5 separate regions of the Mus musculus genome follow, and all the other regions are linked to region 5. A link is a contact called in public HiChIP or PLAC-seq data. All regions are on one chromosome and are shown on one strand. The core of a region is the stretch at or near the end of the contact, and the rest is flanking DNA. Distances in the headings are between cores, read along the strand shown. Region 1 overlaps N4bp1 (NEDD4 binding protein 1). Region 2 has its middle 65 kb from the start of Abcc12. Region 3 has its middle 79 kb from the start of Gm33687. Region 4 has its middle 110 kb from the start of Gm33687. Region 5 holds the start of Phkb (phosphorylase kinase beta).

The links. HiChIP or PLAC-seq counts read pairs in DNA pulled down with a chosen protein or histone mark.
Region 1: a contact with region 5 is called in an H3K4me3 HiChIP or PLAC-seq map of embryonic stem cells, with 5 times the contacts expected there. The contact joins the enhancer-like site here to the promoter of Phkb in region 5. A contact is called at or near these places in 2 of 115 datasets of contacts at active chromatin or transcription factors (embryonic stem cells and large pre-B cells) and 1 of 9 other capture datasets (liver).
Region 2: a contact with region 5 is called in an HNF4G HiChIP or PLAC-seq map of pancreatic cancer cells. The contact joins the enhancer-like site here to the promoter of Phkb in region 5. A contact is called at or near these places in 9 of 39 promoter capture datasets (the 3T3-L1 cell line, the SN4741 cell line, cranial neural crest and 4 more), 16 of 115 datasets of contacts at active chromatin or transcription factors (the NIH/3T3 cell line, cardiomyocytes, embryonic basal ganglia and 12 more) and 2 of 9 other capture datasets (adipose tissue and pancreatic islet).
Region 3: a contact with region 5 is called in a FOXA1 HiChIP or PLAC-seq map of pancreatic cancer cells. The contact joins the enhancer-like site here to the promoter of Phkb in region 5. A contact is called at or near these places in 12 of 39 promoter capture datasets (the 3T3-L1 cell line, the SN4741 cell line, cranial neural crest and 8 more), 1 of 484 Hi-C or Micro-C datasets (cerebellum) and 13 of 115 datasets of contacts at active chromatin or transcription factors (astrocytes, a beta-TC-6 cell line, cardiomyocytes and 10 more).
Region 4: an H3K27ac HiChIP or PLAC-seq map of embryonic stem cells shows a contact between it and region 5, with 4 times the contacts expected there. The contact joins the enhancer-like site here to the promoter of Phkb in region 5. A contact is called at or near these places in 5 of 39 promoter capture datasets (the 3T3-L1 cell line, cranial neural crest, embryonic stem cells and 1 more), 1 of 484 Hi-C or Micro-C datasets (the N1E-115 cell line), 17 of 115 datasets of contacts at active chromatin or transcription factors (SST interneurons, astrocytes, embryonic basal ganglia and 8 more) and 1 of 9 other capture datasets (embryonic stem cells).

What each region holds. Positions count from the first base shown.
Region 1 is chr8:86,838,617-86,841,316 of GRCm38.p6, forward strand. It overlaps N4bp1 (NEDD4 binding protein 1), which reads right to left. Exons shown (of 7, transcript NM_030563.2): 7 at 2,523-2,700. Among named protein-coding and RNA genes, the nearest start is that of Gm33877, 12 kb to the right of the region's middle. Within about 2 kb of position 1,390, at least 20 of the 459 cell types and tissues checked have an H3K27ac peak or open chromatin away from gene starts, as enhancers often do. A contact at or near this core is called in embryonic stem cells, where this site is marked.
Region 2 is chr8:86,500,201-86,502,927 of GRCm38.p6, forward strand. No RefSeq gene overlaps it. Among named protein-coding and RNA genes, the nearest start is that of Abcc12, 65 kb to the right of the region's middle. Within about 2 kb of position 1,316, at least 46 of the 459 cell types and tissues checked have an H3K27ac peak or open chromatin away from gene starts, as enhancers often do. A contact at or near this core is called in the NIH/3T3 cell line, liver and pancreatic cancer cells, where this site is marked.
Region 3 is chr8:86,357,584-86,360,283 of GRCm38.p6, forward strand. No RefSeq gene overlaps it. Among named protein-coding and RNA genes, the nearest start is that of Gm33687, 79 kb to the left of the region's middle. Within about 2 kb of position 1,293, at least 11 of the 459 cell types and tissues checked have an H3K27ac peak or open chromatin away from gene starts, as enhancers often do. A contact at or near this core is called in pancreatic cancer cells, where this site is marked.
Region 4 is chr8:86,392,307-86,395,022 of GRCm38.p6, forward strand. No RefSeq gene overlaps it. Among named protein-coding and RNA genes, the nearest start is that of Gm33687, 110 kb to the left of the region's middle. Within about 2 kb of position 1,290, at least 5 of the 459 cell types and tissues checked have an H3K27ac peak or open chromatin away from gene starts, as enhancers often do. A contact at or near this core is called in embryonic stem cells, where this site is marked.
Region 5 is chr8:85,839,574-85,842,273 of GRCm38.p6, forward strand. Phkb (phosphorylase kinase beta) reads left to right here and starts at 1,415. Exons shown (of 32, transcript NM_199446.2): 1 at 1,415-1,530. It overlaps Itfg1 (integrin alpha FG-GAP repeat containing 1), which reads right to left and starts at 1,376. Exons shown (of 18, transcript NM_028007.3): 1 at 961-1,376. The coding sequence starts at 1,165.

The sequences.
Region 1 (2,700 bases), core at 140-2,639, 1.0 Mb after region 5:
TGAGCTCTTTGAACCTTCTGGATGCTTTCTGATCAAGATAAAGAACTCTCAACTCCTTCTCCAGCACCTTTGTCTTAGTTAGGGTTCCATTGCTGTGAGGAGACACCATGACCATGGCAACTCTTATAAAGGACAACATTGAATTGGGGCTGGCTTACAGTTTCAGAGGTTTGGTTCACTATCATCATTGCAGGAAGCATGGTGGCATGCAGGCAGACATGGTGCTGGAGGAGGAGCTGAGAGTTCTACATCTTGGTTTGAAGGCAGCCAGGAGACTAGATTCTACATGGGGTGGAGCCTGAGCACAGACCTCAAAGCCCACACCTACGGTGACATACTTTCCGCAGAAAATCACACCTCCTAATAGTGCCACTCCCTATGGACCAAGCATTCAAATACATGAGTCTACGAAGGCCAAACCTATTCAAACCGCCCTGCTTATCAGATTGCTGGTGGTTGTGGACATCCAGAGCCAGCAGGATCAATACACACTGTGGTCGATGGCTAGGTAAGGTAATGAATGAGTTTAGTGAACAGACCCAACTGTACCCTTCCCTTGTTTCTTTCTTCAGAAATTGCCCTAGATGTGACTAGTCATTTCTTCCAGAATGTGAGGACACAGTGGTGGGGACAGGGATCAGGATGAGTCAATGGCAGCCAGCCACAGCAGGTGCTGAGAGCCAGCTTCAAGCTTGACACCCAGTCCTGACTGCAGTGCTGTCTCCTTCCCACCTCTTCTGACAGAATCTCACTTTATATTCCAGTCTGGCCTCAAACTTGCGGCAGCTCCCTTGTCCCAGCTGCCCAAGTGCCAGGATTTCAGGTATGCACAGCTGCGATAGCTTGCAGCAACACTCCAGTAGGGCAATGTTCAGCTCTGAGGGCATGCTGGGATCTGTGGGGGCAGTATCCATGTCATCAAGCCTTCCTTCCAGAGACTTGAGAGGCTGAGGAACTTTCTCAAGGTCACACAGCACTAGGTGTGTCAGACCAGGGTCCACATATTCACAACAGGGCCATTCTAACTGCCTCGTTCCTTCCCTCCAGCACTGTCTCTGTGGTTTGTTTTGGGTAGAAGGGACTCAGAGAACAGGTAAAGTGACCTGCTGCTATAGCCCTGTAGGCCACTCAGGAGGACCCTTCTTCGTGCAGCCTGTTTAGTTACTGCAACTTGAGACTGATCCAGGAGTCAGACAGGTGGCCGACCAGTGCAGGCCTGATTCCCTTTGCTGGGTCTGAATCCAGACTGTGTGGATAAGCAGGGCTAGCTGTAAACCTGGAGAGAGATGGCAAGCAAAATCCTAGAAGCTGCTGGCTACGGTGTAGAGTTCTGTGATTTGCAGCAAAACCCACCAAACAGGAAGCAGGAGTGTCAATTCCAGCCCCTGGGCCACGTCTCTGGCACTGGCTGTAGGACTCTGGCTTAGCTTTCCCAAGAAGTCACCCCCGGCCTTGGCAGCACCAGGTGTCTAGAGAATAGAAACCTGAACTGTTTTTAGAAGACCGGCGAAGCATGGTAGCCCTCACCTGTAACCCCAGCACTTGGGAGGCTGAGGCAGGAGGACTACCATAAGTTCAAGGCTAGCCTGGACTATAGACCGAGAGGGTCTAAAAACCAACCAACCAACCAACCAACCAAAACCTGCTGGGCATGGCGGCACTCACCTGTAATCCCTGTACTTAGGAGGCTGACACAGAGGTGGGAGGATCGTGTGTTTGGGAACTCAACCCAACCCCACCCCACCCAACCCAACCCAACCCAACCCCCAACCCAATGACATAATGTGCTCCAGGCCTCCTCCCACAGCACATAGGGCAGTGGAGGAAGCCTCCTAAGATAGAGGAGGGGAGGGGCACTAGGGAAGTTGGTGGGGGCGGGGCTCACTCAAGCAGGACACACAGAGCTGCATGTTGGCGCACTCCTGTTGTGCTGCTCGCACACATCTTCGGGCCCTCCCTGGACATTACGCTGGATGTCTTACATCAGCTGAGCCTGCCATGCTTTGCTAAGGACAGTGAGGCGCTTCACTAGGAGCACACACGTGATCTCAAGGGATTAATTCCAACATGAAACTGCTTCAGCAACAGAGAATCCTGGGCCTGGTGACATGTGAGAAAGCGCTTCCTTGACAAGGGGAGCTCAGAACCTCAGGGCCAGGAGTCTCTTGACCATGCATCTTCCCCATGGTAGAAAACGGTGCCAAAGGCTGCTATGGATCACCCCTCGGCTCCAACTAGCAATGGGGAAAATCCCAAGGAAGGCTGTCAGGAGAGGCTTGGGCCAACTGACTGCTCGGGATGGTTCCATCTGGTCAGGATTCCAGGGCTAGGCAACTCTGTCCAGGATGGTATGTGCTGAATTCCTCCCACCCCCACCTCCAAAGGGGGACAGATCGAGCCAGGCAATTGGACCCACCCCCAAATTGAACAAAGGTGGGTCCCGTCTCTGAACACGATCACCATAGATCCTCCAGGGACCTCTTGCCAAAGCCGCAGTCAAGAAAGCACCACCCTCCAGCTCTCACTTGAACAGACATTTATTGAGCACCTACCAAGTGCAAGGCACTTTTAGGTGCCACAAGAGATACAGAGTGACCATATGGTCCCTGCCCACGAGGAGCTCACAGTCTAGAGGGAGGCAACACAGTACACAGTTGGCTGCAGCTACACCGGCCAGAGTGGTAAGAGCCAGAAGCAAGA
Region 2 (2,727 bases), core at 66-2,565, 660 kb after region 5:
TATGTGAGCTTTTCACCTCTGAGTACTATTTTTTGTCAGCTGAAGGTCTTAAGTTGCCAGCAGTATTAAATGGAATTAAACAGAACAGATGCCACACTGTGGATAAGTAATGTTCCCATAGGTTCATGGTTTGAGCGCTTGTTCCTCTCGGATGGTGAAAGTATTTCTGGAAGGTTCTAGGACCTCAGAAAGCAGGGACAAAGACACAGGAAGTAGGCCTCTAGGACTGGTCTTTGGGGATATATTATCCCTGGCTATTCAAATTCCTTTGCTCTCTTGCTCTCTGATCCCTGGCCTGCTGTGAGGTGAACTAAGATCTTCCACTGTGCCTTCTACACAATGAGAAACTTTGACCTAAAATAAATCTTTCCTCTATTAGGCTATTTCTGTCATGTATTTTTAAACATCGATAAGAAAAGTAATTAACAAAACAGGTGTTAGTGTCAGCCTGCATGGTATTCAAATTCCAACAGCAGGGTGATCTTGGTGACTGTATCAGTTCCTCAGTTTCCCCATCAGTAAGATAATACTAGTGCTGCTTATGCTGCAATAACAAAGCATAATAGACTAGATAATTTATAAACGGCAGAAATTGATTACTCATAGTTCTGGAGCAGTTGTACCAGATGGGGCCTTTTACATCATGGGTGTTGACTTTCATGTGTCTACCATGGTTAAAATGGCAAGTCAACTCTGTCAAACCTTTCTTGTACAGACACTAATCCCACACATGAGGTCTCTGCCCTCATAAGCTAATCTCCCTACAAGCCAAGGCTCTTAATATCATTGTACTTCTGATTAGGTTTCAAGGCACATTAACTTCAGACCATGGCAGGTAGATATCCCTGAAAGACATGGATTCAATAAAGCACGCCTACTTTGAAGACCACGGGCTAGTCGGCATAGTCTGACCCTGGGTGACATTTCCATGAGAGTTAAGTGATGAAGGTCGAGGGCTTTCATGGAAACCATCCTATGTTCTGTATGCCAACAACCACATTTCCAGAAGTTATCCTTGACCCTGTGTGATCCCAATGATTGTCACTGTCTCTGAGCAGGCCAGAAGAATGGGCAAGAGGTTTTAGGAGCAAAGCCCCTGGAATCAGATTGGCCAGGGCTCTATCTGTCCTCTCCCTCCTGTGTGCCTGGAGCTAAACTTCTCTCCTCAGGAAGCCTCATCTTGCATTTCGAGAGGTGAGGTAAGGATTAGGTGAAATGATTCATAAAAAACTGCTTGTCATGGTGTCTGGCACACTGCAGAGGCTCAGCAAACATCAGGATCAATATCAGTAGTCCCTCCTGCCAGCACAACAGGAAGAGCATGGGCAGACAGGAGCCACGGGGCGTGAGTCATCGCTTACAAGATCTGAGGGAGCTGCTGCCCGGGACCTTGAAAAAAGCCTTCCTTGAAGTCGTGAGCACATTATCTGACTGACTTGGAGAGGAAAATCAAGCATTCTTCATCCATATGACGTGCCAGTTATGACTGGCATGGGTTCACTCAGCCACCAGGAATAGCCCAGTCAGACTGTCATGTCAAAGGAGTTACTGGGCATCCATCAAGAAGCAACGCAACCTGTCCAAAGCCCTGTGGCTGTAAGTTTGATGATATGAGTGTCTCTTCGCAGGAGGGCCACAGTTGTCATAAAGCTGTGCATGGAAGGAATCACCTCGCTGGTCTCTTTCAGCCACATCCTTTTGGGGGTGCCCCATCTACTGATAGCAGGATTCTATGGAAATGCCTGTCAAGGGTTTTAACACACTTGACTAAGACCTCCACCTGAGCCCAACTGCAGTGCCTTTCCCTGTAGTCTAGCCTGAGACCTGTCCAGACATCAGATGCAGAATGGCTAGGGGGAAGTAAACCCTACCAGCCATCTTTCTGCCACAGTGGCTATTGGATTGGGTGTTACACACTCTTCTCATTGTTATGACCAAAATATCTTGACAGGAAGTAACTGAAGAAGGGATATGATACATTAGAGTAGGGAACACATGGAAGTGGAAAACAGAGCTAGAGAAGTCAGAAAGCAGAGAGATTGTGAACTACAGCTCACAGCATGTGTCCTCTGTGTTCAGTTCTGGATCCCAAGCCGTGGGTTGGTACCCCCTACATTTAGATTTTTTTCCATCTCAATTAACTCAATTTAGAAACTCCCTCACTGTCACGCCCAGAGGTTTGCCTCCTAGATGATCTAGATCCTGTCAAGCTGATGATATAAACCATCACAAATCTATCCTGTCAACTGAAACTCCTTTGATCCTCAGCCCCAATAGGCTCACCATCATTTCGTTATGCAGAATGCATGCATTTCAACTTCAAACGTCCCCATAACTTTTTACAATTACAACACTGCTTAAAAGTTCAAAGTCCAACTCTTTGGAGATTCAAGGCAATCTCTTTATTCTAAACATGGCTCTTAACTCTGAACCATATAATGACTGTACTGAGTAGTCTTTATTGTCAACTCAACATACTTAGAGACACCTTAGCCTCAGTTATGGAATTGCCTTAGTCAGACTAGCTAGAAGCATTGTCTGTTAGGACTTGATTGATGATTGATGTGGGATGCTCCAACCCACTATGAACAGCACCTTCCCTAAGCAGATGGCCTGGCTGTAGGAGAATGCTACAGAAAGGAAGACAGAGAACAAGTTAATGAGCAGTGTTCCCCCTTGCATTTCCTCCCTAACTTCTAGCTATGATGGAAAACCCATATCAGGTGA
Region 3 (2,700 bases), core at 43-2,542, 520 kb after region 5:
TTACTCTTGCAGAGGACCCACGTTCATTTCTCAGTATTCACATGGTTGCTCACAACCATCCATAACTGTAGTTTTGGGGGATCTGACCCTCTCTTGACTTACACAAGCACTAGGTACACACACTGTGTAAAAATGCAGTCAAAATATTCATACACATAAAAAAAAATAAGATTCCACATCTTGGTATAGTATCACAGAAATGATGCTATGGCATCAGCACTGTCTCCTAGCGAACATCACGTGATATTGATGCTCTCTGCTGCTGCTGCTGCTGCTGCTGCTGCTGCCATTGACTGGGACTGCTTGTTGGAGGTGGTGTCTGCTGGATTTCTCCATGATAGAGAAAACTGCTCTGGAATCTTCCGTTATAGAAAGGAATGTTAAATCTATAATACTCTGTCCTCATAAAAGCTTAAGGGCTCATTTTAACATCCATTTGCGTTTCATAGATACATTGATTACTAGTTTGATGGTTGCCAAACAGTGAAATTATAATTCCATCGTTCCTTCTGCTGAGATAAAAGGCTTTGTCTTTCCCCCCATTTACTTGTTTTTGCCTGACTGGACTCATCAATTACTATGTTATTTAATGGGTTATAGTTTTATACTTACTAGCCATTTTTGATATTCATGTTGCTCCAGATCTGACTAACAGTAGCCTCTCTGGTCTCTCATCTTCAGCCTCTCCCATCATTCTCCAGGAACTTCCTTGCACTGGGGACCATTCCCCAGATCCTTTACTGTGAGCTCTTACACCCGCCATGGTATCCTGGCAAATGAGGACTGGTGTTGCTAGTTGGCTGGTTGCTATTCAGATACGACTGTCTTCAGGTCTTCCCAACTGTCTTTATGCACACATATATCTACAATGTATTCAGGTACACACATATAAAGACACATCTATCGAGGCACATAATTTCTGTATTTAGTGGTCTCTCTGCCTTTCATAAATTCATGCTAGCTCCAGCTCAAAACCTCAGTTTCAGTCTCATTTTCTCTCTTTCCATATTCTTAACTCCCTTTCCAATAGTAAGAAATCTGGCTTCCATGAGCAATGATCTAATTCCTTCTTGGCTCCTTCCCTGTAGCCTCTCCAGCCAAAGCTATGCTTCTGTGGCTCTGAAACCACTCTACGGGTCATCTTCCCTCCATCCCACCATGTTTGGTTATCATTGTCTTACAGTCTCGGTGTTGGTTCCAAAATCTTTGCAAAGTCTGACAAGTTCTGACGCCTGCTCTGTCTCTCAGACTGTGTACTTTGCCCCCTCGGTATGCCTTGTAATTTGCTTCCTGAGATGGTTAGTCATGTAAACAGAACTTTGGTGAATAAGCCTTTTGTGATGTGGTGGCCAGGCTTCAGGGACAGAACGCATTCGAGTAGTGATGGGCCTCCAGGTCTTCCGATGGGTCTAGGAGCCAAACGGTGGATCACAAGTGCTTCTGAGTGTCCTTCCCATCCTCATGAGATGAGGTGGACAGCGTTAGCAAGAGCACAGGCTTTGGCTGTGTCAAGCAGTCTGTCTGTTGCTCCTGCTGAAAGGACAAGAGTATTCTCCAATATTTACCGTAGACCCTCTAGAGGTAAAAGTCACAAAAATAGGACCACTGTGCCTGGATTCCCACAGAGTTTAACTCTCTGGTTCACACTGAGGCTCTTGAAGTTATAATTCAAATTTTCCTACTCAAGGATGGAAGCCACAGAGGCTCAGCTCACAGGGTTCTGCAGAGGTGGGTGTGAGTCTCTGTACTCACTTGTATCCTATCTCCAGGTTGGTGAACCAACTTATAAATCTAAGGAGGGCTGAGATTTTTAGACATGTTCAGCCTCCTGTTTCAACAGATTCACAACTTTTAATCTCATGTCAGACTGGTAACAGAAAGTATAAAACTCATTTTATAAATATGTCTGTCTGGATTAAAAACAGAGTTTGAAGGACAACATTATTGATACAATTAGTATTCTAAGCTTAATTTTAGGAAACATTTCTGTGGCCCAAGGACATTGGGGTAGAGTCAGTGTCTGTTTTAACCACTTGCAAATGCATATGTAGGTCTTTAATCACACTGAGTTCACATGTATATTCCAGGGGCCATCTGTCCCTGATACAAAGGGTCTGGCCGGCACAGGGCTGTCAGTGTTGATTTATGAGCTCCTGTATTTGGGGACACAGCTGCTCGAGGTTGCACAGGCTCAACTCCCGAGGGCAACTTGCTGGACACTTGCCTCTCCTGGGCAGTGTGTACCTGTGTAGCTCTCCAGACCTCAGGAATCCTACTTCCTTTTCCATGCCCACTTTGCCTACATTGTCTCTCCCCTTTCTCCTGAGCTGCTTAGAGGAGTTGCCCTCTTCTTGTAGGCCAGCTCAGCCTAGAAAGCCATCTCTCAGCAGGGTTGACTTATACCCCTTCAGTACAATTGTGAGACTTATGTGGGAACTTACTCAATATCTATGTCCCTGTTGGTGACTCTGTTCACTGCATGTCCTCTCTCTTTACAGACGTTTACTTGTCTTGGAAGTGTGGAAGAGCAGAGATTGACCTTCATGCCATAATTGCATGCTACAAATGTACGTGTGTGTGTGTGTGTGTGTGTGTGTGTGTGTGTGTGTGTGTGCCTTGCATGCGTGTGCTTAAGTGTGTAGAGAATGTTTCACGAAATATGAGTTTTCTTCTCACCATCCTCAGGATGCATGAATCAAT
Region 4 (2,716 bases), core at 40-2,539, 550 kb after region 5:
AACACACATGCATACACACATACACATGCACACACACGCTCAAGGACACATGTGCACACATGCAAACACTCACATACATGTACACACTCAAATGTATATGTGTAACAATCAAGGGCTTCAGTGAGTAAAAGGATGGCATTCAAGATGATGACTTATGCTCGGCGTTTGAGAGGCATCAAGAGAGTAGAGAGTGCATGCTGACTCGAGAAGTCCTGACTCTGGTCAGCTCTCGCCTTGCCATATGATCCTGAACCAGTTGCTTTGTCTCCCGGTGATGTCTGGATCTTCTAAAGTTGGGGAAACAGATGATGTGTAAACAAGGGAGTTGAAATTCCAATAACCATTATGAGCCCGAAGCTTATGTTTTAGTATGTTTGGCCACTTAACTCCGTGAAAGTTCATTTTAGTAAACAAAATTTTGCTGGTCCTGTGCTGTGTGGCTGGTCCTGTGCTGTGTGGCTGGTCCTGTGCTGTGTGGCTGGTCCTGTGCTGTGTGGCTGGTCCTGTCTGTGTGGCTGGTCCTGTGCTGTGTGGCTGGCTGGTCCTGTCTGTGTGGCTGGTAGGCAGTGAGCCTCATCTCAGACCCCTGGGGTATGCACAATGGTGGTCTCTCACCTGAGAACTGAAACAGCCGCTGACATTGAGGAGTCTCTGAATCTACTCATGTTTTCCGGTTAACCCCTCCATCCTTCTATTCTTTTTAAATGTAGTACTTGATGCATATTAACATATTGAACACCCCAAAACCAACCGATCATCCAACACCAAACAAAGGATAGAATTTAACCCTGTGAGGATCTGTATGCTTTACCCCACCTGCTCGCCTCTTCCTACAGAACTCCACTATCCTGGAGATCACATCTATATCTTCCTTTAAAATGAAATCTCCATGTAGTCTATATCCTCAAGGAGCTCATTGCTTAGTTCTGCTTGTTTCATACCGGATGAAGATGGTATCTGGCAGGATCAATCTTCTACACTGTTTTTCTGTTCCTTGCCATGCCAAGATGCTCTGATCCTGTCTCCTGCTGCTAGCAAATTCCTACCACGTATACCCTGTGCAATCTCTAGAAAACACCAGACCAAGTCTTTCTCCAGTGGAAATAACTGTGTCCCTGCCCTCACCCCTCAGTTTTGAGAGAAATTCTGAATTTCTTCATTCACACGGCTCTCTGCCTCTCCCAGGTAGTTGTAGATTTCAGGCAACCGCCTGGGTTCTATGGGATTGCTTTCTAAGGCAACCTTGGCCCATTGCTGCTAGTGGCCTTGGGAGCAGGCTGCTTCCTGTTCCCTGTCTTCTGTTTCTAGCTGGCTTTAGTAATTCAGAGACTTCCACCTGCCTGCCCAGTTCTTCCTTCTCTACTCACACTTGCCCTTTTTCCAGCTCAGTAACCTTTTCTTCCTAGCCCCTCTCCCCACTTGGTGAGTGAGTGTGTGTGTGTGTGTGTGTGTGTGTGTGTGTGTGTGTGTGTGTGTGTGTGTGTGTGTTGCTGCAGCTCTTTGGGTGTTAAGCAAGGGCTCAATACTGAGCTATATCCTCAGCCCTTTAGTATTCCTCAATGCCTAGGCACTGTGATGCTACTACTCCAGAGTTGACCTTACATCCGGTGGAGAAAGAACTCTTGGCCCACCTTCTAGGAATTTGGCAGGCATTTGACCTTGGGCTAAGACAAGGAACTAGGTTCAAGACAATACAGCTGAGGAGTGTGTTCTTTGTATCTTGATGGGACTTGTTAGGACCCTGAATACAGTAATCATGGGACCTTTGTTTGTGCTTTGTTTGTTCCTTAACTACTCTGCTTATGGCTTAAGACTGACCATATCCTTTGTATGTACCTAGAATGATATAAAAGCAAACTTGATAAAAGTAAACCCACTTTAGCCTCAGCACTGGCTGGAGTCATGTTATAATGTTGTCTAATTAATTTTTCTTTCTTTAATCCTCACTCCCTCCCTTTAGACCCTGCCAACGGACTAAACTGGCTTGGTCAACATCCCATCTGCCTTTGTATCCACTACATTCTCTGACTAGAGTACAGGGCCCACTAGAATCTCTCCTTCCCTGTTCATTCTCTCCAGTGCACTGAACAGAGGGTGTCGTGTAGCTTCATTTTCTTACTTGCAGAGCTGCTCAGTTGCTGTTTGTTTTCCTTTAAAGAATTCAGTGATGGCAAATGTTATATATTTCATTCACTAATATGTCCTAAAATCTGGAACAGTAGTTAACAAAAAGTAGATGCTCAGAAAATATTTGTGGACTGAATAAATAAAATCAGAAGTAAGTTTGTTAATAAGGGTCTGGCTGGAAACAGATTACAGAATGTTTGTTCATATAGTCTTTGCTATCAGCAGTCAAGTCTTTTTAACTTCTCCCTGTCTTGCCTCAAAGAATGCTGGCATTCCCAAGTCCCCATCACTGAAATCAAGACAGTGCATTTCACTGTGTGAGTCCCCCCCACATAAGGCTCTTGTAGTTTAAGTGATGTTGCAGGGGACTATTGATAAGCCCTTCCCTCTGAGAACCTTCAATATGTCCTACCTTCCAGTCATATATGCCTTGACTAGATATCATTTCTCAGGTCACTAAACCTGCCTCTGCATTGGTTGGCATTGCTTACTCCTGAAGAAGGGAGAGAATGCGTGACTCTAAGTATGCTAATGCTCATTTGACCAGAGCCTCAGGTAGATCAGGGACATTTTTGCTTTGACTGTCCTT
Region 5 (2,700 bases), core at 165-2,664:
GACAGACTTTCAGAAACGCTTAATCAAGCACAGGATATCTTCAATGTCTCTGTATCTAGTTTGGATAGATTAGCTACAGACTTTGAGTATTCTTGCAATGTGGGTAATCATTCAAATAGAGGAAAAACCATCCAGGTCTTATAAGAGGTTCTGGGGTCCTGGAAAGAGCACTCAAAAGACCTTGTCAGGATCCTGCCAGTCAGCTTTGTAGGGGCTTTAAACTTTATTCATGGCCTTGGTCCTTAACCACCAACCGATGCACTTGGTCAGCATCAGACATTTTTTCTTTTAAGGCTTAATGTGGTTAATGAACTTTCAATGGCAAGTTGGATGAAGACTATAGCAGTACTCAAGATGAGGAGGGGCCAGATGTACACTAAGCTAAGGCACCTTATGCTGGAGAAGTCTGAAGTTTGAGAATGTATGACCAAGGAGGCACTGCGTTTATCAGCAGTTAACAACAACAGAGGCTGGTGTGAGTGGTGGAGAATTTGGTGCCTGAGGAAGGCACAGTGCCTTTAAAGATCTTAACACAAGGAAGGGCAGAATTAGTAGGAGGTGAAGGCAGAACATCTCTCACAAGAAACTGTCAGCTTGCATGTTTTCTCATCAAAGGGGGTGGAAGATTGGAAAAAAGACGGGAAAGCAAATGCTTAGACCAGAAACCAAGGTTCTTAGAAATCTGGAAGACCTTTGGCAGGCAGGTGATCATTCGCCATATGAAGGCTAGAGGTTTCTAGATGAAGGGAGGTTGGTGTGTTCTTAAGGGTTGGGCTGATGGTCAAGCCGCGGGGTTACTGAGTTAGGACCGAGGGTTGATAAAAACAGGGGAAAGCTGTCCCTGTGCTGAAGATAAAGGGAGAGCCAGAAGACTGGGAAATGCAAGAGGTAGGGTAACAGGAATCAGGGGGCGTGGGTACACCGGGAGGGGCAGACAGAGGAGGGCCGGCAAGCACTGACTTTCCCGCAGCACGAAGAGGTCCGTCTGTTTGTCGGAGTTGAGGTCACCGAAGGCCGCCAGGGTGCCCCAGGCCTCAGCCCCAAAGAGCTCGGCCGTGACGTTGTGCAGAGCCCGCGCCGGGGCAGGCCCAACGCTCAGCAGCGCGAGCCCCAAGAACAGCGGGGCCAGCACCGCCCTGGCGCTAGGAAGCCGGCCTGCCGCCATGGCGCCTTCGGCCCGGCCGGCCTCCGCCGCGCTTGACGGCAGCCGCAAAGCACCGTGCGACTGACCGGCCGACCGAGAAAAGACTCGGGGTGCGGCCTCACGGGCAGCCCCTCGCTGCACTCTCACGCTGCCCTGGGGCTGTTTCTCCGACGACCAAGACGCCGAGGAGCTAGGGCGGCGTCTGCCCGGGAACTCACTTCCGGCTGTCGTGCCTCCCGACAGTGTCGCGCGAGGGGGCGGGGCCGGGCCGGCCTCGCTGACTGGCAGCTGGGGTGGTGGGCACTGTGCGATGGCGGGGGCTGAGGGACTCATGGCTGAAGTAAGCTGGAAGCTCTTGGAACGAAGAGCCCGGGCCAAGCGCTCAGGTTTGACTGCCTGTGACCACAACCTTCCCCCTCCTGGGTACAGGGGGTGGTGCTCCTCCGCAAGTCCCCTGGAGGGAGGCAGGTGGGATCTGTCCTGGGGATCAACTTGCTTCCTTAAGTTGGCTCCAGAAAGCAATAGGTTTCTCTTGCTGCCCTGCTCTTGTCCATCTTGGTCCCCATTCCCCAATCCCTGCACTTCCCCCATTTAGATAACGTCTGTCTTTCTCCCCCAAGTTATTTCCTCTCCAAAGTTAGTGATAAGCTGACTTCTCCAGAAACTTTGCCGAGTAAGTCAGCTAGTGACAAGTTCTTTGGAACCTGAACGCTCTTGCTCTGCAAAAAGTAGACCTCCATTTTTAGTGAGGTCCTAAAGAGCTGGCGACTACTTTTGTCTCATATGCCCCCTTCACATTCCTCAGTAATTTTTAGCTGCAGCCAGTTCTGTGTGTCAGAAATTGAGGAAGACGGTTTGTGCCACAAGTTAAGTTAGTGTACAGTTATGACTCAGAATGAAATTGGCCCCTTCCCTAGCCAAATGGTCCCACCACCTGTAGCTTCTAGTTGTGGTTCCCAACCACGGAGATTAAAAAGCCAGCAGTCCGAGTGTCCTGAACTGACTTGTTCAAATTGCAAAGTCACACTGGCGTTTTAAAAGTTAGTACTCCTGATTAATAACTTTCCAGAGAGCCAGCAGTGAAACTGCCACTTTTGAAATTGGATACAATCTTGGGGGAAAAAATGTGTCCTTAAACACGAGAGGTGGGGGACAAGAAATGTTCAACCAAGAACCTTTCCCTTGTCAAAGATTGACGAAAGATTGTAGAAAAGTACTGTATTTGTTAAAGTATTGCCAATTTCATTCCATTTGAAATCTTAAAATTTTTGTGTGTTTATTTACTTAGGACTTAGGGTTGTAATGGAACAAACACATGAAAAGTAAGAGAAATTTTTAGAAAGCAGTTGACTCAAGTTCAGAGTCAGTAGAATTATTTGAAACAGTTGTAGGGATATTTGTTGCTTATATTTTCTTTTATTGTGTCATATAGAAATTTTGAGTTGGTTATTAACACTGTTGCTGTGGGAATAGAAAAAGTGCTATTAGGTTGTTCTGGGCAAAGAGAATAACTAGTCTTTTGCCAGGGTCTTTAACCGTCCTCTCAACCCCCAACA